Linked DNA regions of Mus musculus: region 2 is linked to region 1. A link is a contact called in public HiChIP or PLAC-seq data. All regions are on one chromosome and are shown on one strand. The core of a region is the stretch at or near the end of the contact, and the rest is flanking DNA. Distances in the headings are between cores, read along the strand shown.

Evidence for each region. HiChIP or PLAC-seq counts read pairs in DNA pulled down with a chosen protein or histone mark.
Region 2: a contact with region 1 is called in an H3K4me3 HiChIP or PLAC-seq map of forebrain, with 2.9 times the contacts expected there. The contact joins the enhancer-like site here to the promoter of Mcm5 in region 1. A contact is called at or near these places in 2 of 484 Hi-C or Micro-C datasets (lens fibers and nephron progenitors), 7 of 115 datasets of contacts at active chromatin or transcription factors (bone marrow-derived dendritic cells, embryonic stem cells and forebrain) and 3 of 9 other capture datasets (adipose tissue, liver and pancreatic islet).

What each region holds. Positions count from the first base shown.
Region 1 is chr8:75,106,137-75,111,899 of GRCm38.p6, forward strand. It overlaps Mcm5 (minichromosome maintenance complex component 5), which reads left to right and starts at 3,373. Exons shown (of 17, transcript NM_008566.3): 1 at 3,373-3,485; 2 at 3,564-3,738; 3 at 3,954-4,080; 4 at 4,164-4,292. The coding sequence starts at 3,572.
Region 2 is chr8:75,196,261-75,202,023 of GRCm38.p6, forward strand. No RefSeq gene overlaps it. Among named protein-coding and RNA genes, the nearest start is that of Rasd2, 15 kb to the right of the region's middle. Within about 2 kb of position 2,916, at least 24 of the 459 cell types and tissues checked have an H3K27ac peak or open chromatin away from gene starts, as enhancers often do. A contact at or near this core is called in forebrain and pancreatic islet, where this site is marked.

The sequences.
Region 1 (5,763 bases), core at 2,123-4,622:
AGGCTCAGTGCTCGTCTCCCACTGTCTGTGGAGTCCTATTTATACTCCTTCATCAACTGTCCTTTTACATGACTGCTATATCCAAACATCCTTTCACCTGTGTCTGCGTCAGGAAAACAGTCTTTCACGTGTTTGCTTTGGCAAGACATTCTTTCACCTTTGTGTCCCAGCAAAACATCGTTTGATATAACCAACTATCCAAAGACCTAGAAGTTTCCACTTCAACAGCTGGCAAGGAGTTGGGCCGGCTCTCATGCCCTTGGAGCCAACTCTACCCGTGCTTCTCAGGCAAGTGGCAGGGCAAGGTCTGCCCCTGACAATAACATGGTCCCAAGAGGCAGTCCAGATCAGGGATACCTGCATGGCCTTTGGTGTTAACATGGACCATGGACACTAACACAGACCCCTATTTGCCGTATGGTCATGGACCCAGGCATGGCCCTTAGCAGCAGGATAGACTGGGACTTCACCCTGGCCTCAGAAGGCAGTGCAGGCTCCTCACATCTGGCTGTTCCTCCTCGCTTTTGCACGTCCGGTTCCGTCTCTCTTCACAGTGCTTAACTCATCCTGCTTCTCTTTCTCTCCCATCTTTCTACCACACACTTGCTCATTGTAGTGGTGCCCATGCTATGCCATATGGCAGGTGGGCCTCTGGGTTTCTATTTAAAAAAAAAAATCTTTCCAGCCAGGCTTGATGTCAAATGCCTTTAATCCTAGAGGCAGAGACAGATGGTTCTCTACGGGTTCAAGGCTATCCTGATCTGCATAGAAAGTTCCAGACCAGCCAAAGCCACTGTGAAGACCCTACTTAAAAACAACAACAACAACAACAACAAAAGTTTCTGAATCTGTACTTTCTATCCCTTTTCTCTTTGTGTGTGTGGCAGCCAGGTATCTGTACTCTCTGAGTTACCTCACCTACCTCCTTGAACCAAATTTTTGTCTTCCTCATAAATCACCTTATAATCTCATTTATAAAATCCCTTCACCAGTCTAATAAATCCCCTTTTGCAATGTTAAGAAAACCTTTTGTTAAGGAAACAACACATTCCTCTCCCCTCCTACCAGGTTAGTTTAGGGTCATTCAACTACAAAGTCCCCAAGTTGCCTGTTTAATGGATCTGAAAGACTTATGCCTTCATTCCTCTCTCCTTAAGTCTATCTATCCATTTCTTTCTTTTTTTTAAGAGTTCTTATTTTGGGGGGGTGGGTATGGGGGGCTTTTGGGATAGCATTGAAAATGTAAACGAGGAAAATACCTAATAAATAAATAAATAAATAAATAAATGCAAAAAAATTAAAAAAAAGTTATTATTTTTAAGTCCTTTATTTCTTTCTTTCCTTTCTTTTCTTTCTTTCTTTCTTTCTTTCTTTCTTTCTTTCTTTCTTTCTTTCTTTCTTTCTTCCTTCCTTCCTTCCTTCCTTCCTTCCTTCCTTCCTTCCTTTCTTTCTCCCCAGACAGGGTTTCTTTGTATTCCTGCTTTCCTGGAATTGCTCAATCTCAGCCTCTCCTCTGTAGAGCTCTGTAAAGCCTCTGCCTCCTGAGTGCTGGGATGAAAGGCATGCGCCACATCTGGCAGTTGATTTATATTTAAAGATATATGTATGTGTTTTGCCTATTTACTGCATGCATACCTGGTGCCTGTGGAAGTCAAAAGAGGGCATCAGGCTCCCTGGATGGTTGTGAGCCACCATAGAGAACTGATTGTCTACAAGAGCAGTCCCAGCAGCTCGGCATTTAATTGCCGAGCCATGTCGCCAGGACTCTGTCTTTTTTTTTTTTTTTTTTTTTTTTTTGGTTTTTCGAGACAGGGTTTCTCTGTGTAGCCCTGGATGTCCTGGAACTCACTTTGTAGACCAGGCTGGCCTCGAACTCAGAAATTCGCCTGCCTCTGCCTCCCAAGTGCTGGGATTAAAGGCGTGCACCACCATGCCCAGGCATAGGACTCTGTCTTTTGACCAGTGAATTTGCTGACTCTGCTTCACTCTGACTTTTGCTAAAATTCTGTTCAGTGCCTAAGTCCAGCATTCCATCTGTACCTGAGGGGAAGCCCCAGCCAACAATGCGGAATTACATCCCTGCTATTGGTGACAACTGTTAAGAACAGCCTCGATTTTGGTCAAGAAGCAAATAAAGCAATCTAAAATAAAATGTGTTAAACCTGTCTTGGCACACAGGGATTACCATGAAATGCTGAGAAAACCAAGTCTTAGATTCACCTGGTATTTTTTTTTAATTGCAAAAATGCTCAAACTTTATTCTCTGTAAATATATGTTTGAATGGTTGCTGCAGCAATAGGTTTCCACTTGTTCGTGTGGATGGGAGGAACTCAAAGGAAAATCTACACTAAGGTTGCTATGCTAAATCTGCCTCCCCCCCCCCCCAAGATTTCCATTTGGAATTTGGCCATGAATTTTGCATGGTTTAAGCATTGCCAAGGAATTAAAAAAGTTCTACAGTCATCATAATTATTCGTCTGAATCTGAATGAAAGAAAACATCCCTGGCTTCCTGGGCTTTGGTACTATCTGAGTAGGGGAAGGTGAGCCACCTGGTCCCAAAGCTGCGGAGACAGCACTCTGGCACCTCCTGCCGGGCTGGAGCAAGAGTACACCTCAGGCATACTGCTTTCTCACAGCAGCTCTGAAAGGGGTGGTTTTCTCATATACTTATTTTAAAGGCAGGGTTTCTTCAGCCTCCCTAGTGCTAGCAGATATGGGGGAGGGCTGATAAGTCTACTTTTTATTTATGTGTCTGTATCCAATTGCTCAGTCATTGCTCCAGTCCGTTTCCTTTTACTTAAAAAAAAAGTGTACTTATGTACAGATACATATATCTTTCTCTCTCTACATCTAACATGTACGTGGCCCATAGAGGCCAGGAGAGGACATTGGGTTCTCTGGAGCAGGAGTCACAGGCAGTTCTGAGCCCCTGACTAGGGTACTGAGAACAGAGACTGGGTCTTCTAAAAGTACAGCAAACGCTATTGACCACCGATCCATCTCTCAAGTCCCACCTTTTTACTTGGGAAAGGGGCTCCCTAAGTCACCCAGGCTGGCCTTGAACTTGCGATCCTCCTGCTTAGACTTTACGAGGAGCGGGGCTGACAGACCTGCGCCACTGGGCTAGGTTTTCTCCGAAGGCCTAAGGTTTAAACGCTCACAAAGCTCCCGAGCCTCTCCGCCATCTTTGCTCGGTTAGCTGCTAGCGCCAAGAACTTTCGCGCCAAAACGTCCAGCCTCACAAAATGGAGACCGGAAAGAGTTGACTCGTGACGTCACCAAGACGCCACAGCCAATCATCTTGGGAACCAGGCCTTGGAGGCGGGACTCAACCGGCGCAGAGCAGTCCAATAGCTATCCGCGGCGCTGAACGAACCAATAGGAGCGCAGAGACCGCGGTGGACAAACGCGGAGGCTGGTTTTTCCCGCGAAAGTCGGCTTCCTCTAGGAGGGCTGAGGTTCGTGTGGCGCGCCGCTGTGAGGTGAGGGAATTGCGGGACCCCGTCTAGGGAAGCTCCCGCCGCCCCGGGGTGCTCAGCTCTCTGTCTCCCTTGACCCAGGTACAGTCATGTCGGGCTTCGACGACCCGGGCATTTTCTACAGCGACAGCTTCGGTGGCGACCCCGGTGCGGAAGAGGGCCAGGCCCGCAAGTCGCAACTGCAGAGGCGATTCAAGGAGTTCCTGAGACAGTACCGAGTGGGCACCGATCGCACGGGCTTCACCTTCAAGTACAGGTGCGACAGTGTCCGTGAACCATTCTTACGGGGGACGCCTTTTCTTGACAGTCCCTCTTCAGGCCTAAATTTAGGATAGAGTGGTCTACAATTAGGTGTCTTTTGAGAGAGGTGGGGGCATTGGTGCCTGTGAGGACCGGGGTGCACAGGCACTGCTGCTGACGGTCCCTCAATGCACCCTTCCTGTCCCTCTGCCCCTTTGTTGACCACTAAAGAGATGAACTCAAGCGGCATTACAACCTGGGTGAATACTGGATCGAGGTGGAGATGGAGGACCTGGCCAGTTTTGACGAGGAACTGGCTGACCACTTGCATAAACAGCCGGCCGAGCACTTACAGCTGGTGAGTAGCACCCATTTCAGAGCCTCCTAAACCCGGGCCCTGCCCCATCATCACCAGCAGCTTATGCCTTTCCTCTTCTTCAGCTTGAGGAAGCTGCCAAGGAGGTGGCAGATGAGGTGACCCGGCCCCGGCCAGCTGGAGATGAGCTGCTCCAAGACATCCAGGTCATGCTCAAGTCAGATGCCAGCCCGTCGAGCATTCGGATTCTGAAGGTAGGAGTTTATTGAATGGCTAGTCAGGGTGGCATGGCCGCTGTGTGGTGCAGAAGGCGTCTGAGACAGGTAGCTTGGAGCACCAGATGTGTGACCCTGACCAAGACATTTGACTTAACTTAGTCTTTATCCTGTGTAAAATTACCTCAATGGGGTTGATGTCTTAAAGGGAAGGCAGAGTTGAGTCTTGCAGAACAACAGTGAGTTCCTATCCATCAGGGAGACTAAAAAAATAGTAAATGCCATCCATAACTGGGAGGCAGAAGTAGAAGCCTGGTGTACATGAGACCCTGTCTCGAAAAGAAAAGAACGTGGGGACAATGTGGCTATTGCTGAGAGGGTAGAGAGTTGAGGAAGAATACTTTAGAGGAAGTGTTGTTGGAGCTGAAATTGATTGATGTGTAGCCAGTCGGGTCAAAACCTTGAAGAGTGTTCCACCAGACTCAGTCTAATGAAGGATTGCAACAGGGAAACCAATGGAAATCATCTCGTAGGTGTCCTCTGGTACAAGTCATTCCTTGATTTAAGCCTGAATCATAATTAAGGCTTAAGCCCTTTAGTTTTGTTTCGTTGTTTTGTTTTTTTCCGAGACAGGGTTTCTCTGTATAGCCCTGGCTGTCCTGGAACTCACTCTGTAGACCAGGCCGGCATTGAATTCAGAAATCCGCCTGCCTCTGCCTCCCGAGTGCTGGGATTAATTGTCCTACATTCTTATCACTGGCATGCTTGTGGCCCTTTCATAGTTTAAGAGTCTTGTGCATGTGTGTGTTCTCTAATCTAGCCCAAGATGCCCCGAGTTGGAGAAATGGTAGGGAGATTGTCTCACCTGTAGACTGGTGAGGCTGGCACAGAAAGCAATGGAATGTGTGAGAATGTTTCACTGTGTATAGTGAAGATAACAGAGACTAAAAAGAAGAGGACTTGTCATCTAGCTTAATGATTAGTAGTAACAGGCCAGCCATTTTGACTTTACTGACTCCTAACAGTATATGTCCCTGAAAGGTGAGGATTTTATTTTGAAGCAGGGTTTCATTACATAGCAGCTCTGGCTGTCCGGAACTTACTATATAGACTGGTCTGGCTTTGAACTCAGATCCACCTGTCTCTGTCTCTAAAGTGATGGTATCAAAGGTGTGCACCACCACGTCTGGCACAAGGAATCATTTTTACAGCATGACTATTAATGAATGGTCTAATGAATACATTCTAAAGAGACACTTTAGCTATCAGACCACTAAACAATTGTGCCCCCTCCCCCCCGAATTTGGGATTTCCTCAGGAATCTCATTCATACCTGGGAAAGAAAAGCCTGAACCACTAGTGGAAACTCTTATCTCTAGAAATGGGTTTTACAGTAGAGAAACAGTGATGGGTCAATGGTGGGTGGGACCACACAGCTTGATCAAGCTGACTTGATAGACATACCCCTGACTCTGTTTAAACTTTGATCTAACTTTAGGATGCCTGAGGA
Region 2 (5,763 bases), core at 1,666-4,165, 90 kb after region 1:
ACCTTTCTACTTCCCCCTCCAGAAGCTTCCTCCATTCCTAGTTCCTTACTTCCTGCCCCAGGCTCCCTAGCACCAGCCAGCCCCCCAATGAGTCGAGCCATGTCTCCCTTCCCTCCCTCTCCTTCCTGCCTGTTCTCTCTTTAACACAGGAGCCCTGCTGGGATTTCCTCTCTGATTCCTTGAAATCAGTGTACCTAAGATGGCTTGTGGGAGCATAAGTGTCTCTCTTCATCACCCAGTCACTCTTCTTCATGAGAGTTACTTCTCTAATGATCAGAGAAGTCTTTTTTATAGACTTTCCCTCTCCTGCCTCATGCTAGCACAGTTAGTTTGGCGATTGTATGACCATGTGTAGGATGGATTGTCCCTGTACTACAGGGGAACTACTGGAGTAGGCTTAGTGTTCAGCCTATCTTAGGGGATCCTGGCTTATTTATGTAATATCATTGCTGGTGGCTTAATTGACCTGTTTCACTGGTTGCTATAATAGTGAGTATGTGAGCTGACTCCAGTAATTGAGATAGAAACAAAACATTTCCTTCTTCATGGAAGAGAAGGATACTCATGAAGAATACAGCCATTGTGGGGGAGGAGTGTGAGGGACTTGATATCCAGATCTGTGGCAGTCATTTTGTGACATGAGACAAAGACCTTGAGGAGTCAAAAGACAGAATGGCAGGGTGGAAAGAGCTGGATCCTTTGTTCTCCAGATATCTCAGATGTCCTTACAGCTGATCAGTCAAGATGATCATAAACATACTTCCACTGCTGACCAGATGTGGATGCCATGACCCTTCCACTGCTGACCAGATGTGGATGCCATGTCATTCACTCTTCCACTGATGACTATCGACCTATAGCAAAGCCAATTCCACTGTTGTTATCTAATTCTTCCTTCCTCACATGAGAGGTTGAAGGACAGCAGGGGCACCTTGCAGTGGTGACTCACAAGTCCCTAAAGCCCCAGAGACCTTTTGAACTTTGGTTGGTGACAGGAACCAGTAGAGAGGTCCGTGCTGAACTGAACTGGAGCTGAGTGCAGGTGACTCAGCTCAGATGAGACAGTCCCAGCGTCTTTGTTAGCTCCTCTTTCCCATTTGTCAGCCATCCTTCATCATGCCCCAGTTTCAGGGTATATTTTTAGAGGAAATAAACTCTCACCACCCAGAATTACACAATTTCTCCAGGAGCTTGGCATCACCTGCGAAGGGAGCAAGCCACCAAGAAGGCATGTGGAGACCATTCCCCTGGCCAGCTCCTGGCATCTAGAAAGCCTACTGGCCCAGAAGGGCAAACAGATAGGAATCTGTAGTTTTCTGGAGATCTCTACTTCACTGGTTAAAGTCTCAAGGAGAGCACTGTGGTCCAAAAGCTGGGGCATATGAGTCTTTTCTGCAGACATAAGGGATCAGCCATCCCTTCTTATGCTAAGCTGCAGTAGCGCTCTTGCCCTGTGGTATAGCTAACAGCTAAATGGTCCTCTTACAGCTTTGAATCATCCTGGGGTGTGGAGGGCATAGAGGGCCTTGTAATCCTGGGCTTAGGCTCATTAGTGACATGGGGTGGAATGGCCCGCATCTCTGTGGCTCTGTTCCTGTCCCTAGAGGTAAGTGCCATCATTCCACCTGACTTGGGCCTGCCTGTCACCACCCACACAAGCGAAGAGGCAGGGAATGTTTGTTTTACTTGCCCAAGGGCTAATGTGTGCTGGTTGTTTGTCAGTTCTTATACTATTTTGACTTTAAACATTCTCCACAAGTTCTTAAAATATTCGGAGCAACTGTTGAGAAGAGTAAAACAAGCCCTCCCTTGCTCGGAACAATTCCACATACTCTATCTGGCTCTGTGCTGTTCCTTACATGGATACAGCTCATTAGCACTGGGGTGGGACTTTCCTCAGGAAGGAAACCTTCAGCAACTGACACAGAGGGTGGACAGGGCATAGGCATCAGACGTTCTGGAGCTGGAGTCACAGGCTCTTGTGCCACCTGATATAGGTGCTGGCACCAAATGTGAGTCCTCCAAAAGAGCAGAAAGTGCTCTTAGCCACTGAACCACCTCTTCAGCATGTGCCTTATTTTAAAAGTCTCCCCTCTCCCAGTTAATCATTTAAAAAAGACATGTCTTCCTGGATGTACATTCATTTGAGAAATTGTGGAACAACTGGCTGCCTAAGTAAACTTCAGTCTCAGCCTTGACATCCTGTGCACAGCTGATGTCCTAGCCTGCAATGACCCCAGGTCAGCAGTACAATAGAGGGCTGAGTTTGTAGCTTTGTAGGTAGAGTGCTTGCCTAGAAGGTTCAGGGGATCTGGATTTGACTCCCAGCACTAAATAAATAGGGTGTGGTGGCTGCCCCAGCACTCTGGAAGTAGAGGCAAAATTATCTACAGTTCAAAGGCATCATAGAGAGTTCAAGGCCAGTCTGGGATACAGGAGACACTGTCTCATTAAAAATAAATAAATAAATAAAAGGAAATAAAGCCTGAAGGGGACAGAGCAGAGGGGGTGATGCTACTTCAGGGAGGGTGACTGTTGTAAAAGCACAGTGAGGTGCAAGTAGGGTCAATTTCTAGAAATGCACTCCTGGGGTTTGGGGAGGGCACTGTGATAGTCCTGTCTACTTCCTCCTTCCACGCACTTCCATCTCTCTTCTTCTCCTCTCCTGCATGAAGCCATATGCAGTCAGGGACACTGGCAGACTGCTTGGGAGAGTCCTCTGTGGTGGACCTTCTGACCCAGAGTCCTATGTAGCTGCCTGTTTGGTCTGAGGGTCTTAAGCCCCTTCTGCAGTGTCCTTGTCTGGGCTAGAGCAAGGTGTGGGTGGAGGGAACCCTGTCCAATGAGAGGTGCTACACCTCTCCAACCGGGCTTGACATTTTATGTGTGGGGAATGTAAAACCCAGCGTTGCTATGGAAACTGCCATCCCCTGCTCCCTCTGTCATTCTAGGAGAAATTTCTGTGTTAGCATGGGGTTGGGGGAATCTCCCGCCTGCTGGGTGCCAACATGCAGAAGGCATCTGGTATGAGAGCCCTGATCCTCAGAGAAGTTGCAAAGTTTTCTGCCAAGGGAAGGTGGGGCCTGGGTTGGGGCTGTATCTCTGAAAGAATCCTGGTAGTCACACATCCAGAAAGGCAAATGTGGTCTGTTGGGCAGCTAGGGAAAGCTTAGGTCTTACAATGGTTGAATCCCAGGCTTGAACCAGCTCAGTGTCCCTGCCCTACCTTCAGTTTCTTCCTACTGGGAATGATCACATGCCCTGTACCTCTTAGAGAGGAGCCTGAAACCATGACTTTCACATTACTGGCTCTGGCTCTGGCTGGTATCTCTATAGCAACCAATTAAGGGGTTCTTTCTCCTCCCTCTCCATCACCTGACCCCACAGCAGGTAGGCAGTTGAATACAATCCATGGATGAAAGGCAAAGGATGGGAAGGAGGAAGGAACTCAAAGTCCGCTGGCTGGAACTGGTCCTCAACCCTGTTTAGGCCGCCTTCCTCTTATCACTGTGTCTGATAATGCCCTTGATCCTCAGCAACCTGACTGCAGGCCTCTCTGCCAACACCACTCCAAACTCATTAGTGGCCAGGCTTGTGGTAGCGGCAGCTCTCCCTGTTTAGTATTAAATCAGCATAATGTGCTTCACTTCCCCTGCAGGGGGAAGGGAAGAGATGAGGTCAGGGTGAAGAGCATCCTTTGCCCCATAGGTGATACCTGAGCACCCCCTAGTCTTCCCAGGTGACTTGAGAGTTCTTTATGGGGCAGAAGGAGGAAGACTAATTTTAACTTGGCAGGGATATTTTTAGCTTGTATGTTTTCCTGGCTAGGGGGAGGATGTCAGGTGTTCTTTGGTCCACTGTGTCAGCACAGAGGGAAGCTGGGGGTGGTGTTGCCTCTGCCAGGCAGCCCTTGCAGATCCCAGATGGCTCAGGGTACAAAGAAGGATGCAGTGGCCCGTCTTCCCTCAGGAAAGCTCTATGTTTCTTCCCTCAGACCTAGAGAAGGGTCCTCCTGAGGGTGGGAGGCTGGAGCTGGGGCCTGATTTCCAGACCAACTCCTCAAGGATTTGCTGTGTGGCTTTAAGCAAGTCATTTCCGTCTCTGGATCTCAGCTGCCACACCTGTTCCAGGGGGACAATCACTGGAGTCTTGTCTACTTTTCCCAGAGAGTGAAGGCACACTCGGAGGATCTTTGGACATAGCAAAGCATGAGAGGGTATACAGAAACTGTTAAATGGGGCAGGGGCTCTCATCTTGCCTGTCTGATTTAAAAAGAAAGAAAGAAAGGAAGAAAGAAAGAAAGAAAGAAAGAAAGGAAGAAAGAAAGAAAGAAAGAAAGAAAGAAAGAAAGATAGAAAGATAGAAAGAAAGAAAAGGAAAGAAAACAAAACAAGAGACTGGGCTTCAAGACCAGCATGGTGGCACATAACTTTGATCCCTGCACTTAGGTGTCGGAGGCAGGAGGATCAGAAGTTCAAGGCCAGTCTTAGCTCCATAGTGAATCTGTGGCTCTAGATCTATGAACCAACCCTGCAGTGCCTGGTCCATGATGGGGCTATTCATGCTTGGTTATGAATGGCTCATCAGAACAGCTCCCACTGGGAGTCTGAGGAAAATTAGCCTGGGAAGACCATGGGAGATCAGCTAATTGATCTTTAGGCAGCAGAGTAGCTCTGAAAAGTCTCCAGGGTTGGTGATTAGAGACAGCTCCTGGGGATAAATGAGTAGACACATGAAGACAGATTTCCATTCTCTCTGAGGGTGGTAGGAGGATAGATCTAGAGAATGCTGTGTGCGTGAGAACCAAATGGAAGTGCTTGGTGACATGTTTGCTGAGAGATGATAAAGCCAGAGTGAGGACGGAAGGCAGCCTTTGGAGGCAGTGACTTGGGTTCAAATCTCAGCGTCACTCCCAATGGCTATGTGATCCTTTTCTTCTCTGGTCTTCATTTGTTCTTCTGTGAATCTGGGGTTAAACAGAGTTTCCCTGGCCCAGAATTCACCTGCATCCACATATGCTGTAGATAGCTCTAGCCCAGAGCCTGACAAACAGTAAGCATTTAACCTGTAAGTCCTGAAAATTCACACTCATTAAGGGTGTGAAGTCCCCTTGGCCCTGAGTGACTTGGAGTCTTTTTAGAGAGGTGCTGTTGTTATCTTCACATTCAAAACTGGAAACTGAGGCTCATCTAGATTCTGCTGTGTGCTTAAAGTCACTCTTGACAATGGCCCTAATCAGAGCAGAATCTGTTTCTGCTGTCTTCCAAGTGAGCATCTACAGTCTCTGGGAGATGATCACATTATTCCTCCCTCCATGTCTCCAATACCTGGCCCAGCGAGGGTAAGTTCATACTCAAGGGTACAGAGCTGGGAGATAATTCAGGTTGATCCCAGAGCCCTAGGTTTGCTCTTTATTCTTCTACCCTGACATGACCATGATTGACACTCCAGGGCCTGTGGGCTGCCTGGGGTTAGAGGAGCTGAGACTAAGCCTGCCTATGTGTTTACAGCCCTGAGGTCTCATGACCCACTGGGATGCTAAGCCCTTGAGATGTAAAAACTCAATGGACCTGTGTGTGGGATCATTGGGACTGTTCTTGATAATCCCCAGCTCGGGCTGGAAGCCTAGAGTTCTGTTTACAGGGACAGGGAGAACACACACACACACACACACACACACACACACACACACACACACACACACACACAGGCAGAGCACACTCACTCTGTCTCCTCTCTGTGTCTACCACCTAGTTTCCCCCT